Regions from separate parts of the Anser cygnoides genome. Here region 1 is linked to region 2. The links are chromatin contacts, called in public Hi-C maps. All regions are on one chromosome and are shown on one strand. Each heading gives the region's core, a stretch centred on a gene start, on an enhancer-like site or on the middle of the called end of the contact. The rest is flanking DNA. Distances are from core to core; before and after follow the strand shown.

Region 1 (6,959 bases), core at 1,581-4,080, 180 kb after region 2:
TTCAGTCCCTCCTTCAGAAGTTACTTACTGTACGTGAAAGCTTTAGCACGGCGCAGTACTTACATCGCTATGGGTAGTCACAAACACCCCCGAACACCAGCTTTCATCAAGCCCAACAAGCAAATTTGAGATGATTCTGCCTCTCATAAATCTGCAGAAACTTCCCTTTGGGATACTTCGTTGCATGGCAGCAACAACTTTTTAGAGAGGAAAAAAAAAAAAAAAAAAACCAACCCAAGAAAGCCTCCTAGCAGATCTGACCAGATTTAGCCAGAAGCCCGTGGAATAAAACCTCCTTTCCACGAGGCGTGGGTCAAAACTTGCATCTTCGTCTTTTCAAAGCCAGGCAATGGGGTTAAACTGCAACAACCGGGCACTCACGCTGCCCCAGGTCCAAAGTTCAGCCGAGCCAATTTGTGCAAAAGCATCTGAAAAACGGGGACGAGGCTCGCCCAGCTCGGTGCACGGCTACTGGCACGGCGGATATTTTACAGCATTTTTTTATCGGATTTTATTGGGCCATTAACAAGCAAACACAAACGCTTCTCCGTTTTGACATTAAGATAATAAATAAAAGCCTCGCTGGGGCTCGTGGAAATCGGCGTGCTCTCGAGGAGCGCTGAGAAGCCGATTCACTGGAGTCAGGAGGAGTTTGGGGCTAGGCAGCACCCGATTTCTAACGCTGAAATTCAGAGAAACAAACTCCTGCGTCTAACTCGTAGCCAAGCTAGAAATAACGCAAGCACTCGTCCATTGATTTGGGCAAATTCCTCCCCCCGTGTGTCGGGCACTGAGGCGTTTATTCAGCCTCCCTCGCTCCCCGATCCCGGTGCCGCAGGCAGGCGGACGGCGCTGCCGGGTGGGCACCGGGGGCTCGGACCTGAAGAGCGGGCAGGTTCTGGGGAGAGCAGCCCCCCGCAGAGCCTCTGCTCAGCCCTGGGGCTGGGGAATCAGGGCCCGTGCTGCTCCAGTCGGGGCAGCTCAGCCCGAGAAGCGGTTTAAGAAGTTAAGGGCAACTTCGGTGGCAGCTTCTCCGAACGTAAGCGCGAGGGGTGTCCTCCGAACCGGGACTGGCGGCCGCTGCGCCTGGGGTAACAGATCGATGCGACCATAAGCATTATTCCCTCCTTCTCCCCTTCCACCTCCTTCTTGTAAAAGATTAATCAACCATTTTACGGTCTAATTTAGGTGCCTAATTAAAAACAGAGTTCAACACCTACAACACCATTTCGCTAATAAATCCTGACAGCTTCTCGGCTCTGCAACATACAAGCCCTCCTTTCAAAACCCCAAAGAAACATTTTTGCGGGGAAATATATATTTTTTTTTCACCAAAACGCACCAAGATTTCCCCTCAGCTGCTCCGGGACGACCCGCCGCACCCTCCACCCAAATCCTACAGTTCCCTAAAACGAAAGCGCTCCCAGAAACGCCTCCTGCCCGGCCAGACCCCAACCTCGACCACGAGCCGAGGGCTGGCACCGTGCGACACCCGCCGCAAAACCTCGCAGGGTGGCAGCTCCCCTCCCCGCTACCGGGGCTCAGCGCCGCTCGGCTGCCTCCCGGGCACAAGGCTGGGGTCGCTGCCCCCTGCGCACAGCCGGCAGAGGCCGAATCAAAGCCGAATTAAAGCCGAATTAAAGCCCGGAGGCACCCAGGGGATACGGGACGGTGCTGCCGTCGGGGTTGCGCTTCCCCCCCGCACCCTGCGGGCTCCCGCACGGGGGCATCTGCGGGAAGCGGTGCCGCGATTTTTGAGCTTTCTTTTTAGCGCTTTTTCCGCTTTTAATAACGCTTTTAACGCCCCGCACGCCGCCGGCCGCCCCCCCCGGCCCCTTCTCCCGTCCCCTCTATGAACTGCCCCCCCCCGAGGGTCCCGCCCCGGCCGCGCTCCGAGGGTGCGGGAAGCCGAGGAGCCGGCAAATAAATAACGAAGATCATAAAAAATAAAGCCCCGGGAGCTCAGCGAGATGAGCGGCGGGGAAGGAGAAAAGAAAAGCGTTTGTGTATTATTTTAACACTACATGCTCCGCACCGCTGCGGCGGCCGCCGAGGGTAACGGGGAGAGCGGGGCCTGGCGCGGGGCCGAGAGCGGGCTTTGGGTCTTTTTTTTCGGATTTGGGGTTTTTTCTTGGAGGTGGTGGGGGGGGGGGGGTGCCTGCGGCGGAACATCGCCGTGGGGAGGGAATAAAAGGGCAGAGGAGGGGGCGCCCCGTCCGCCCCCCCCCCCGCGCCGTGCCGTACCTGTACCAGGCGAGGCCCCGCTCGTAGTTGCGGTCGAAGAAATGGGGCTCGGCGCCGACGGCGCGCACGTCGGGGTGCACCCGCAGGAACTCCAGCAGCGCCCGCGTCCCCCCCTTCTTCACGCCGATGATGACGGCCTGCGGCAGCCGCTTGCTGCCGGTGCCGTCGGCGAGGCTGGAGATGGGGCGGGCGGCCTCGGGCAGCCCCGGGGGGGGCGGGGGGGGCGGGCCGCCCCCCGACGGACCCCGCGGAGCCGGGGAGCCCCCGGGGGCCGCCAGCCCGGCGCAGGAGCCGCCGCACGAGTAGAAGAGGCAGAGCCAGAGGCCGAGCATGGCGCCCAGCAGCAGCAGCCGCCGCCGCAGCACCGAGGGCACCGCGCCGGGCACGTCGAGGCGCCGCTTCAGGGGCTGCCCCATGTGCCCGCGGCCGCGCACGGCTGCATGGCTGGGGCGGCTCGGCTCCGCTCGGGGCCGCCCGGCTCGGCTCCGCTCGGCTCGGCCCGGCCCGGCCTCAGCGCGGCCCCGCGGCCGCCGCCCGCCCCCTCGGCGCCCCCCGCCCGGCCCCGGCCCCGGCCCCGCTCTCGGCGGCGCCGCCGCGGGCAGCGCGGAGCCAAGGCGGAGGGGCGGGGGGGGGTAGGGGAGGCGGGTGACGGGCGGCGGGCGCGGCCAATCGGCGCCGAGCTCCGCCGCTTCTCCGGCCCGGCCGCCGGGAGGGAGCGGCCAATGAGAGGGAAGGGGCGGGGCGAGGGGAGGGAGAGGGGGGGAGGAGAGGCGCTGATTGGCTGCGGCGCGCTGAGGGGAGCCGCGCCCGGCGCTGCCTCAGGAGCGGCCGCGGGTGCGGAGCGGGGACGGGGAGCGGGGCGGTAGGGCGGCGCGGCGGCAGGGCGACACGCTGTCGCGACGGGCGAGGCCCCGCCGGTCCCGGTCCCGGTCCCGGTCCCGGTCCCGGTCCCTTCCCTTCCCCCGTCCCCGTCCCGGACCCGGGGAGCGCCCGGCGGACGCCAGACGCGGCCGTGGGTCCCAGCGGGGCTCGCGCGCAGCCCTCCCGCCGCGTCACCCCGCGGCGGGCCCTTCCCAGCGCCCGCAGCGGCACCGGCACCGCGACCGCCCGCGGCCCCTGCGGGAGGAGGGCGCGGGCCGCCGTGCCGCAGGGACAACGTGCGTGAATCCACAGATAGCGCCCCGCGCTGCTGCGCCGCGGGGAGAGCCTGCACAGAGCCCAGGGCTGCGGGGGAGCGGCTCCCGCACCCCGGCCCGGCCCCGCGCTGCCGAGCCCCGCCGCTTCTCCGGGGCCGCAGCTTCGCACCGCACACACGAGCGGGGCCGCGGAGCCTCCCGGCTCCGCACATGGCTCCCTGGTTTATTCCGGTTCCCCCAGCACCTTGCTCCTAGCCGAATTCACTGAATTCCTTCTCTCTGGCCAAATTCAGTTTCGGGCTTTGGATCTCTCGAGGCCCTTTCCGACACAGGTGCTACCTGAAACGCCTGCCCCGAAATTGCACATTTCCCAGCTTTCCTGAGAGCTCCCACAGAAAAGCCGAGAGGAGGTGTGAGTGACGGCAGGTATCAGCTGGGGTACAGCACGGAGACCAACAGAGACCTCGGTGCCTCCGTGCCGCCTTGTCCCCCGAGGCAGTGCCCTCATCTCAGCCTGAGGGAGTATTACAGGGGTCTCCAAACCCACAGTCTCCCCTTTCCAGAAGGAGGAGCAGCTTCACGTGCAAGCTTTGTACCTGTGATGCTCAGGTCCTGTCCTCAGCTCGCTCTGCCGGCTCCCAGGCCCCAGAACAAAAGCCCCTTTGGGTGCTGGGGTCCGCACCCTGCCTCCGCCACGTCTCCGGCCCTGCAGCGGGGGATCCTCAGCCTCCCGAGCGCTGTTCCTTCCACTCTGACCACGCAGACCCCAAGTAGCAGAGCCCCCAAGCCCTGCTGTGGATGGGGAAAAGGTCTCCCTTTCCTGCTGCCCTGCCCCAGTCCGGTGGCACCCACTGGTAATCTGGCACGGGCTGAAACAGCACCACGGAGGGACCCGCCTGTGGATTATCCTGCCCACTGTGGATTATCCTGCCTGCTGTGGATTATCCTATCCAGCACACTGATCAGAATAACATACTTCTGCTTTTCAGCTCCTCGTCGAGCTCAGAAGCCCTTTGTGACGTTTTTGCTCAGTGGCTGTGTCTCAGGGCTGGGTGATGTGCTCCCACGGAGCTGTGGTCTCCACCTCACCTAGTGCTGTAAACTACAAAGAAAAGGAGATTTAAGGGGATTTCAGTTCAGAGACCATGGCTGGGATCTCAGGGCATGAGACTTCTCCCCGTCCCGGCGCGCCAGGCCCCCGACCCACGCGGGGAGCACCCTGGCTCCAGCAGCCTGGCCGAGATACCCTGTGCCTGGGCCGTCCCCTGGGGCTTTCACACAAGAATGTTAATCAGTCGCCTTTATCCCTAAACAAGATTTAATGACAAAATAGTAAGTTTAATTGCTAGACTGAAGACGTGGGTTCAGAGGTCTCTCTACTGTACAGACACAAAAGAGAGCCATAAGACAAGATAATGCAGTTTGGGATTATACCTGTCAATCCACATTTCCCTCGGTTCCTTTAGTGTCTCGGCTGGCTGAGGAGGACGCAGCCCGGCCTTCCCACGGCGGGGCATGGCCCCGAGCGCTCGCAGCTGCACAGCTCTGACTGCTCGTCCCTCCTCGGGGGGCTCCAGTTCTCCCGCAGGCCCTCGGCCAGGCTGGGATTCACAGAACCCCAGAACCACCTAGGCTGGGAAAGACCTTCAAGAGCGTCAGGTCCAACCGCCAGCCTGACCTGCCGAGTCCATCACTAAATCACGTCCCCATGTTCCTCACTCCCCGGCGCTCACTGCTGCAGGGACTTGCCAGCTGGGGCTTGGGCACTGATGGCACATGGTGGCACTGGGGACATCTCTGCCATCGCCTCCTCCTCCTCCTCCCCAAAGCATTCGGATGTGTGAGAAACAAAGCTGTGTTTTTGCAGAAGAATGTGTTTCTGCAGTGATCGTTTCCCACAGATGTGCCTATTCTGTTGACGTGTGTTGGCTTTTTGATGAGCCACCCTTCCGTGGCACTGTATTTCATGAAGTCCCTGCCTCTCCACAAACACCCTGTGAGATTTCTCACCGTCCGCGTACCGGGAGCAGCAGAGGCCAGGCAGCAGCCTGTGAAAGCAGAATTCGAGCATCTGGCAGGGCCGACTGCGGCAGCGCTGGGAGCCTCCATCCCAGGACCAGGTCACGCTGGTGTTCTCCAAGGAGCCTGCGGGAGCTTTGCGCACACCACGGATGTGCCCAATGTGACACTCATCCAACAAGCACGTGGCCTGGCAGCTTCGGTGCTTGTTCAATGCAGCTTTTCTGCCACGTTGTTATTAAAGACACAGAAAATACTGTACTGAATGAGTCTGATTTCAGAGCTCTGTTGCTTTGAGGGAATAGCGAAGCTTTGCTGAAACCTCTGCCTTTTTTAACTTTTGGCACCAAACTGTTGCAGAACAACAGGCAAATCTTATTCGCACCGTGGGCCTTGATCTTCTTGTGTGTCAGAAGTGACAGTGTGATGCCAACTCCTTCATATATCAGCTTTCCTCCTTCGTATATCAGCTTCACATCAGCTCTTGAAAAGCCCCGTGCAAGAGCTGATTGTTCTGATCATGCTGGGTGTTGTGCAATCGTCTTTTAAAATTATCCCTGCTACAAAGAGTTATGAACCAATTAAACCAGACAGATTGAAGAGGGGAAATAAGACCCTGAGAAGTGTGCGACTTCTCCAGGAATTACCCAGAGGGCTAACAGCAGAGCTAAGAGTGCTCGGGCCACCCGAAACCCACCAGGAGCAGTGCCAGGGGCACCATCCTGCTTGGGACCAGGTGTGTGCGAAGCAGGCGTTGGGAGCACACAGGGAGATCTGTGCTTCAGCTCCAGAGCCAAACAGCAAGGCATTTCAAAGCACTCCTCTGCTGCGAGCTAAAACAGACGGCGTTGCTGGGCTGGCTGGGGTACGGAGGGTGACGTGAAGCAAGCAGTGATGAGAGGCAGCCACAGGAGGAATCGTTTTCTAGTTCCTCTGCGCACTGGTAAAGCTCTGCCAGCCGGCCCGGCCGGGTAATTGGGAACAGAATTAAACAGGAGATGTCCAGGCCAGGGCTGAGTCGCAGCCGCGGGTAGCAATGGGCCGGCAGGTGGCACAGGCTGGCTCTGCTGGACCCAGACGCACTCACCTCTCTGCCCAGCGCTTCCTACAGACCTAGAGCCTGCTGCTTCCACGCACAGGTTGCTCCCTGCAGCCACAGGAAAAGAGGAAAACCCTTCGGATGGAGTAATTCTTCTTGTTCCTTACGTCTACCAGCACCAGCCAGGCTAACATCAACAAATGTCACAGAAAGTTTGGTTTAAGCTCTTAATATATGTCAGCTGTAGCTTGTAAAAGCTGGATTGGCTTTTTAAGCAAAATAGCCCCAAGATAGGTTTTACTGTAACTGTATCTTCTACAGTTGGCCTTCAGTTTTCTTCCTAGGACTGCCAAACAGGTAAGGTATCAGAAACGGCGTCCGAGCAGAGGAACTGAGGCTGCCGGGCTGCCCAGGGAGCAGGGGCAGGCGGGGAAGCAGCGGGGGCTGTGGCCAGACCCACCTGGAGCAGGGCTCCAGCAGGGCTCGCGCGCCTGCTCCCAGCTCCTGCGGTTTGTTAACGT
Region 2 (6,406 bases), core at 2,314-4,813:
AAAATTTTTTCCCTGCAGGAATTCCAGTATATTTTATTCTGTTTGTCAACACGGCTCATTCTGAGAGAGCGCGGAGTCTGCGGGCAGCAATTAATGCCACTTAAAAGCTTTTCAGGGGGATAATTGCCTGTTGTTCCGCAGGCATCACTCTCATTCAGATGCTAATGGCTGTCAGGGGCAGTGGCCATTCCCACATCGGGGGCCAGGTATGCCCGCGCCCCTCGCCTCGGGAGGATGCTCAATGGCTCTATTGTCCCCGCACAAGGGCAGCGGGGAACCCCCCTGTCCCTGAGGAAGCAGGGGAAATAATCCTCATCAGTCTGTGTCACTTGGGCACAAAAGGCGACAGGGGGGGCAAAAAGGAAGGGGGCACCCGGCACATGGGGAGGGGGGGTCAAGGTGTCCCATGGTGGGGGCTTCCAAGGGAGCGGTGCCAGGATCCCAGGTCCCTAAGCGGAGGTTTGTGGCAGCGCTGTGCAAACCCAGGGGGGGTTGCCACCTGCTCTCAGATTTCGGGTCTTCACCTCAAAGTGGTGCACTGGGTTTCGGTTGCATTCACCGTGCCCCAGTGGCACAGAATGGTAGATGCCCTTGGCTTGGTGGTGGCCAGCCCAGGGGCCCGCACAGCCCAGCCCCGAAGCCTTTGCCGACAGAGCAGGGTTGAGAGGTCCTGGCACCCTCTTCTCCCTGGAGGCTGCTGCTTTCTTGTTTGGTTTTTTATATGTAGCTGATGTGTTTATACCGTAACATTGCTCTTTTAAAGGCATGATAATATTTTTTTGGAGATCAGGTTTGCAAGGGCAGAGGGAGAGTCAAGGAGTGCCTTAGCTCTGGGCAGAACCCCACCACGAAGCTGCTGATGTCCATGGGCAGGTTCAGAGTCGGCAGAATGAGCATCAAACTTACATACCCGAACGTCTGTGCATGTATGGCCTAGTGGAGTGGTCTCACAGGATAAGAAACCTCCTTTCTTCTTCTCATTCCCCCCCTCATTTTTATTGTCACTATTTTCCCATTGAGGCTGGGCTGAAGTTACCGTTTGTGATGCAGTTCGTGGGGTTACCTTAAGATCTGCCGTGCTTATTCTGGGAGCTGTAGGTGGCTGGTCTTCCTAGACCCCACGCACTGTGATAGGCTGGCTGTGTTGAAGCCACGTTGGCTGAGATCATCCCAAGAGATGTTCCTCTGTTCCTGTGCAACTTAATCACGCTCCTGACGAGCAACCTAACCAAGTGCCCCATGCACACCTCTGCAAAGAAAGGAGCTGTGTCAGCCAGAAGAAAAGATGCTTTCTGGGGGCACGCACGCTCCTCTGTATGAATCAGCGAGGAAGGGGAGGGGGGGATCATTTAACAGCCAGGGGCGTCTCCGAAGTCCCTTTATGAGGGTTTTGTTCCTGAAAGGTTGGGAAGGACGGCCTCCCCGCCCCAGCTGGCCGCCTCCTTTGGGGGCCCCGTTTGTGGAGCCCTCCCGGGGGGACACGGCGAGCTGTCAAGCCCCCCCCGGCCCCTTTGTGCTGCTTTTCCACTTGGATTTCACGTGGGCTCGTCGGGGGGCAGCGGGCGCCCCGAGCTGCCGTCCCCGCTCCCACCCCGGGGCTGTGGGCCACTTCTGCGGTGCCGGCAGCCCGAGAAAGGCCGGTGCCACTTCCATGGAAACAAAAGCCTGTTTTCAAACAGCGTTAAGAGAAACTGTTTCTATCTTAGGCCTTTAATGACCTGAACTGTCCATCTTTTGGAGAAAAGGGACAATAAAAAGGCACTTTGCAGTGCTGCTGCCGCCGTCGCTTTCTGTCTGTGATTATTCTTTGCCAAGAGAGCTCAGCACCCGTCCTTATTTATGATACATATTAAAGATTAAAAAAAAAAAAGGTTTTACTCTCCCCTCCAGCAAATCTTGCTGCTAGGAACAGACAGACACGTTTGCAGCAGCAGTTCGTATTTTCCCTGGGAGAGGAGTCCTGTGCCCTGCGTATTTCAGTGTTGAATAAATAGTCCTTCATGTTGTATGCGGTGGCTCCGGGCACCCCGCTGAGATCATGTCCTTAATACAAACAATACGACACATTTATTCTAAGCTGACCGCGCTGACCCCCAAAAGTTTGTTCCCTCCGCTGGGACTCCTCGGCCTTTTCATTCAGCTGAATGGCCAGCACAAAGACCTTGTCGCATCCACAGTCCCTCCCGAAACAAAACTCGGGGAAGGAGCGGGGAGAGGGGGAGAGGAAGGAATAGGCAAACCTTGACCCCTCCACCTAAAAGAAAGTGGAGGAATTTGCATTTTAAACCTTAAGATGCTCGTCCCGGTCTCCCTGCCTCTCCTCCAGCCCGTGGTTTGACTCCCCTTTTGCAAACACCCTGAGAAGCTCCGGGCTTGCAGCATCCCAGCAGAGCCAGCACCAGGCAGCATCCCCCGCTGCGAAGAAAGGCTTCTCTCCGCTCTCCTCTGCATTCCTATTTTTCCGTAGATTAGAAAAAGAGAGAAAAGAGTGCTACTTAACAAGGAAATAGAGGTTCTCTCTCCCTTCCCCCATGCCCGGTCCCGGCCATTTTCGGAGGCAGGCGTGCGCTGGGAGCTGCTTGGGGTTGGGGATGTTTCCCATGGCCCCGGCTCCCCTCTCAGAGGTCGCTGCTCGCCGTGTCGGGGCTGGCAGGCTGTTTGCGACAAACACCCTCGGCCGCTGTGGTTTGCAGCCTGCAGTGTCCAGGGAAACACTGAAATTGGTGTTGATTTACTGTGCTAGTGGGTGGGAAACAGCAAGGCCAGCGCTGCTTCATCGGGGGCATATATATACACCATAGGGGCAAAGTCTATCGGACTTCCTTTTCAAAGTTTAGATTTTAGATGGAAGCCTTCCTGGCCACTGAGATTACCATGCTTTCCCCTCTGGGAGCACAACTTCAGCTCGTCTACTTTCCCATCCCAGATGCGGGCTCTCTTTGAGGCAGCGTGCTGCAGCATTAGCAGGGTTTTCCTTCCGGGGTTGCACCCACGGTACTGAGGTGCTGGTCTGCAAGGCAGGGCCCTGGCGTGTCCCCTTGGGCTGGCACTGGCTCTTCGAGGCTACACCATCAATAATGGTGCGTCCATGGCCTCCCATCACCCCCGGCCCTATGGGACGGGACTCCTGAGTCCATGCAGCAGGGTCTCAGCCCCTCAGCTTTGATGGGTAGGGATTCATTCTTCCCATCACCTCTGCCCTGTTTGTTAGCCTAGAGATGTTTTAACAGTTCAGCCATTTAAAGCAGAACATGATTTTTTTCTCTCTCTCTTTTTCTTTTTTCTTTACTTTTTGTTATTTTTTTGTGTGTGCTTATTTTTTTTTCCTGGAAAATCTGTATAAGTTCAATACCTCATGTGGATTTAGTTAAAGCATGACATAGCTGGTTTGTATTTCTCTTTATGCAGGCATAAAGCACTTCTATTTCATATTTCATACAAGTGAGCCTGCCCTGGGAGGAGGGCTCGGGACACTCCCAGTTCTGACGTTTCTGAAGTGTCCCCACTGCGCACCACAAGATGTGTATCATAATTTGGGCTGTACCTGCCTCCCAGGAGGGATGTGGAAGTGAACCAGCAATACCTGCTGGGTGGTGCGAGCGCTCAGGGCCGAGTCCAGGAGCTGTGTTGTGTTGCAGAGGACAGAGGGGCTGTGGCGTGGGCACAGCTTCCCCTCGGGTACCTCTGTAACATGCTCCTGACCTGTGACACCAAGGGCGGAGGTGTCAACGTCCCCGCAGGCTGCCAAAGGGCTGCGACTGAACTCAGGGCTGTGCTGGGTGCTTTTGGTGGTGTCACAATACTACTGCATTGAGCAGAGGGCTTCTCTAGGGGTGAAAGCCAGCCCTGGCTTTCACATGGCTGTGGCTGTGTGCTGCTGGAGCAGTTAGCTAATTTGGGAGGATAAGGGGCTGGCCCATCAGATGTCTCTGTATGTTTGCTCCTGCACAGACCTTACCTGCTGGGTTTCAAAGTCCAATTGCAATGGCACAGCTGCAGTGCAAATAATTAAACATAAAATAACTCACGCTGGTTATTATGGATGACTTATGCATCCTTAACTCTTGCAGCAGCAGGAGGTGGATGCTTTGGAGCAGGTTCCTGAGGTGCTGCTCCACGAAACTTTCTTCTTGGCCTTTTCTGCCCTCCCAGATCGCGAGCCCCTTTCACCACCGTTGGAACAAATGTGTTTCTGTCTGCTGCGCCGCTGCTCTCCGGAGGCTCTCTGACTGTTTCTGTGTGTGTACAAGGAAACTGCATGACCATTTCTGTCTGGAATCTGTTCTTTTCTCTCTTTTTCTTCCTGTGATTTTTTTTAAGGCTTATTAAGAAATCAATCAGCAGCTCAGTAGGGCTTTGCTTAACCTGATTCTGGGAGTATCTCTTTCCCGAGAAACGTGAAGTGAGTTCCCAAATTGATTTTGCTGCTTTTGTTTTAGCTCATTTCCATTTAATAATATTCTCAGTGCTGTGTTTTGCCTTCTTAGATCAATTGACAGCTAGCAAGAGGTCCTGGATGGACAGCCTGGGCCAGGTGCAGGGCGCAGACCTGCCTTGTTCTGACCTGCAGGGGGGAGGTGGGCGAGGACCCCATCCGTTACTGGTACAACTAGCAAATAACATTATTAAATGCTGATTTAATCCCTTTTCCAGGAAGGCTGTCAATCCTGGAGACGAGCTCCCTTCCTTCAGTTAGGCCTCCTAGGCCTGGCCCATCCGTCCATGGTGCAGGACAGGACACGGAGTCACCCCCCTCCAGCAGACCTCCTGGCTGCTGAGCCGTGGGTGCTAACAAAGGAGAGGGCCCTGATGCATAACTAAAGAAACTGTTACCTGTTTCTTTTCATCTCCTGTTAAGTGCTGGCCCAAAAAAAAAAAAAAATCGGGTCTCTAATTAACCCCAAGTTTAGAGACGTCCTGCCAGAAGGGTGTGAAAACTTCCTTTTTCAGGGGAAGTTCTGGCAATGCACTTTTATTTCTGGGTTCTGATCTGGATCTGGTCTAGATCGCATGATACGCCACACAGCAGAATTCCTGCAGGCATTTGCAACAGGTGGACTGGATTTTAACTGTGATTTTTTTTTTTTATATGTAAGTTTAAAGAATTGGAGGGAAAGACTGAGAGAATGGACTGAGCAGTGATTATGAGGCATCTAGGATAAAGATATAGGAAAACTGCACCCACTCAGCAGCACCCAGGTAATGTCCTGGTTTATTTATACAGAAGTGTTTGGTTGGTTGTTTGTTTTCAAACAGAGGTTAGTAAACAGCTACAGGCGATGCATATCAATTTCCACCCACCTTGAGGTCCAGCTCTGTCTCAGTTGTTTACCACTGATCCTAATCCTCTTGGTATCTTGATATACAGAGGTATCAACACTTGAACAACGCAGTCACTTTTTTGCATAAACCTGCTGCCTAAGTCATTGTTCGATATTTTGTCGTGAGTAGACGATGACCCAGCAGCAGAAACCCAAACTAGACAGTGGCTAGAGGTGCAGGACCCTGATGACTGGAATTTAATGCCTTAACTGGTCTTCCTGTAAGAAAGGCTGTCCAGCCCTGCCCTCAAAACTGTGGAGCTTCTGGGCAACAAATAAGAGAACAGTCTTTTAATGTGTGCCTGGAGTCTGAGGGGTCAACGTTGCACATCACTGCATTGAAATCCTGGACCAAGCTCTCATGAAGTAAGGCTGTAAGGGATGCTTGGGCACTGTAGACCTAGGTAGAAATGCAGGAACAATGTTTGCCTACATCACATATTGTCAACTCATGTCCCACGTGGATTAGGTCCAAAACCAAAGACCCAAAAAAAAAAAAGCAAGACTTTGCAATTCTGCCTGAATTTTGCTATGCAGCTTGTTGTGTCTCCCCTTGTATAGAGAAGTCCAAAAATAAAAATAAACTCATGAGCACTTTATAACCAGAGCCAGGGAGGAAGAACACTCAGCCTGGGTCTGACCAGCCTATGCTGAGTGCTCCCAGTTTGGGGACTGGGATTTGGAGAGGGAAGATAGTCCATCTAGGCTAGATTTTCCTTTTTATTTTTTTCCACTTTTATTTTTTTTCTAGTTGTTTTGCAAGCCCTGAAAGGAATAGACTCAGTGTTATTCTAACTTTAAATGGAGGGAAGGGGGGGAGGCGATGAGAGCAGAGAAGGAAAATCTATTTGCTGCAGTACTGTCAGCCCCTTAGTTTTCCTTCAAGTCTGACAGGCCCAGGATTAAAGGTTTGGTTACAATGGCCTGACAGTACACACTAACAGCCCTGAATGTCTTAACAACCCGGCTACTGGAGATGCATTCAGAAGAGTCTGTGAACTGCTTTTCCCCTTTAAAGCTCCTGCTAGACCATGTTGTCCAGTGAAATCTTTTGTGGTATAAATGTATAGACTTTTCTTTCTTAT

What was found. A called contact is a pair of places that touch in the nucleus more often than the background predicts.
Region 1: a Hi-C map of liver shows a contact between it and region 2, with 1.9 times the contacts expected there. The contact joins the promoter of LOC136786633 here to the enhancer-like site in region 2. A contact is called at or near these places in 4 of 7 Hi-C or Micro-C datasets (fetal liver and liver).

Annotation. Positions count from the first base shown.
Region 1 is chr19:2,877,478-2,884,436 of Taihu_goose_T2T_genome, forward strand. LOC136786633 (heparan sulfate glucosamine 3-O-sulfotransferase 3B1-like) reads right to left here and starts at 2,831. Exons shown (of 2, transcript XM_066979968.1): 1 at 2,245-2,831. The coding sequence starts at 2,660.
Region 2 is chr19:2,701,173-2,707,578 of Taihu_goose_T2T_genome, forward strand. No RefSeq gene overlaps it. Among named protein-coding and RNA genes, the nearest start is that of PMP22, 130 kb to the left of the region's middle. Within about 2 kb of position 3,564, at least 2 of the 3 cell types and tissues checked have open chromatin away from gene starts, as enhancers often do. A contact at or near this core is called in fetal liver and liver, where this site is marked.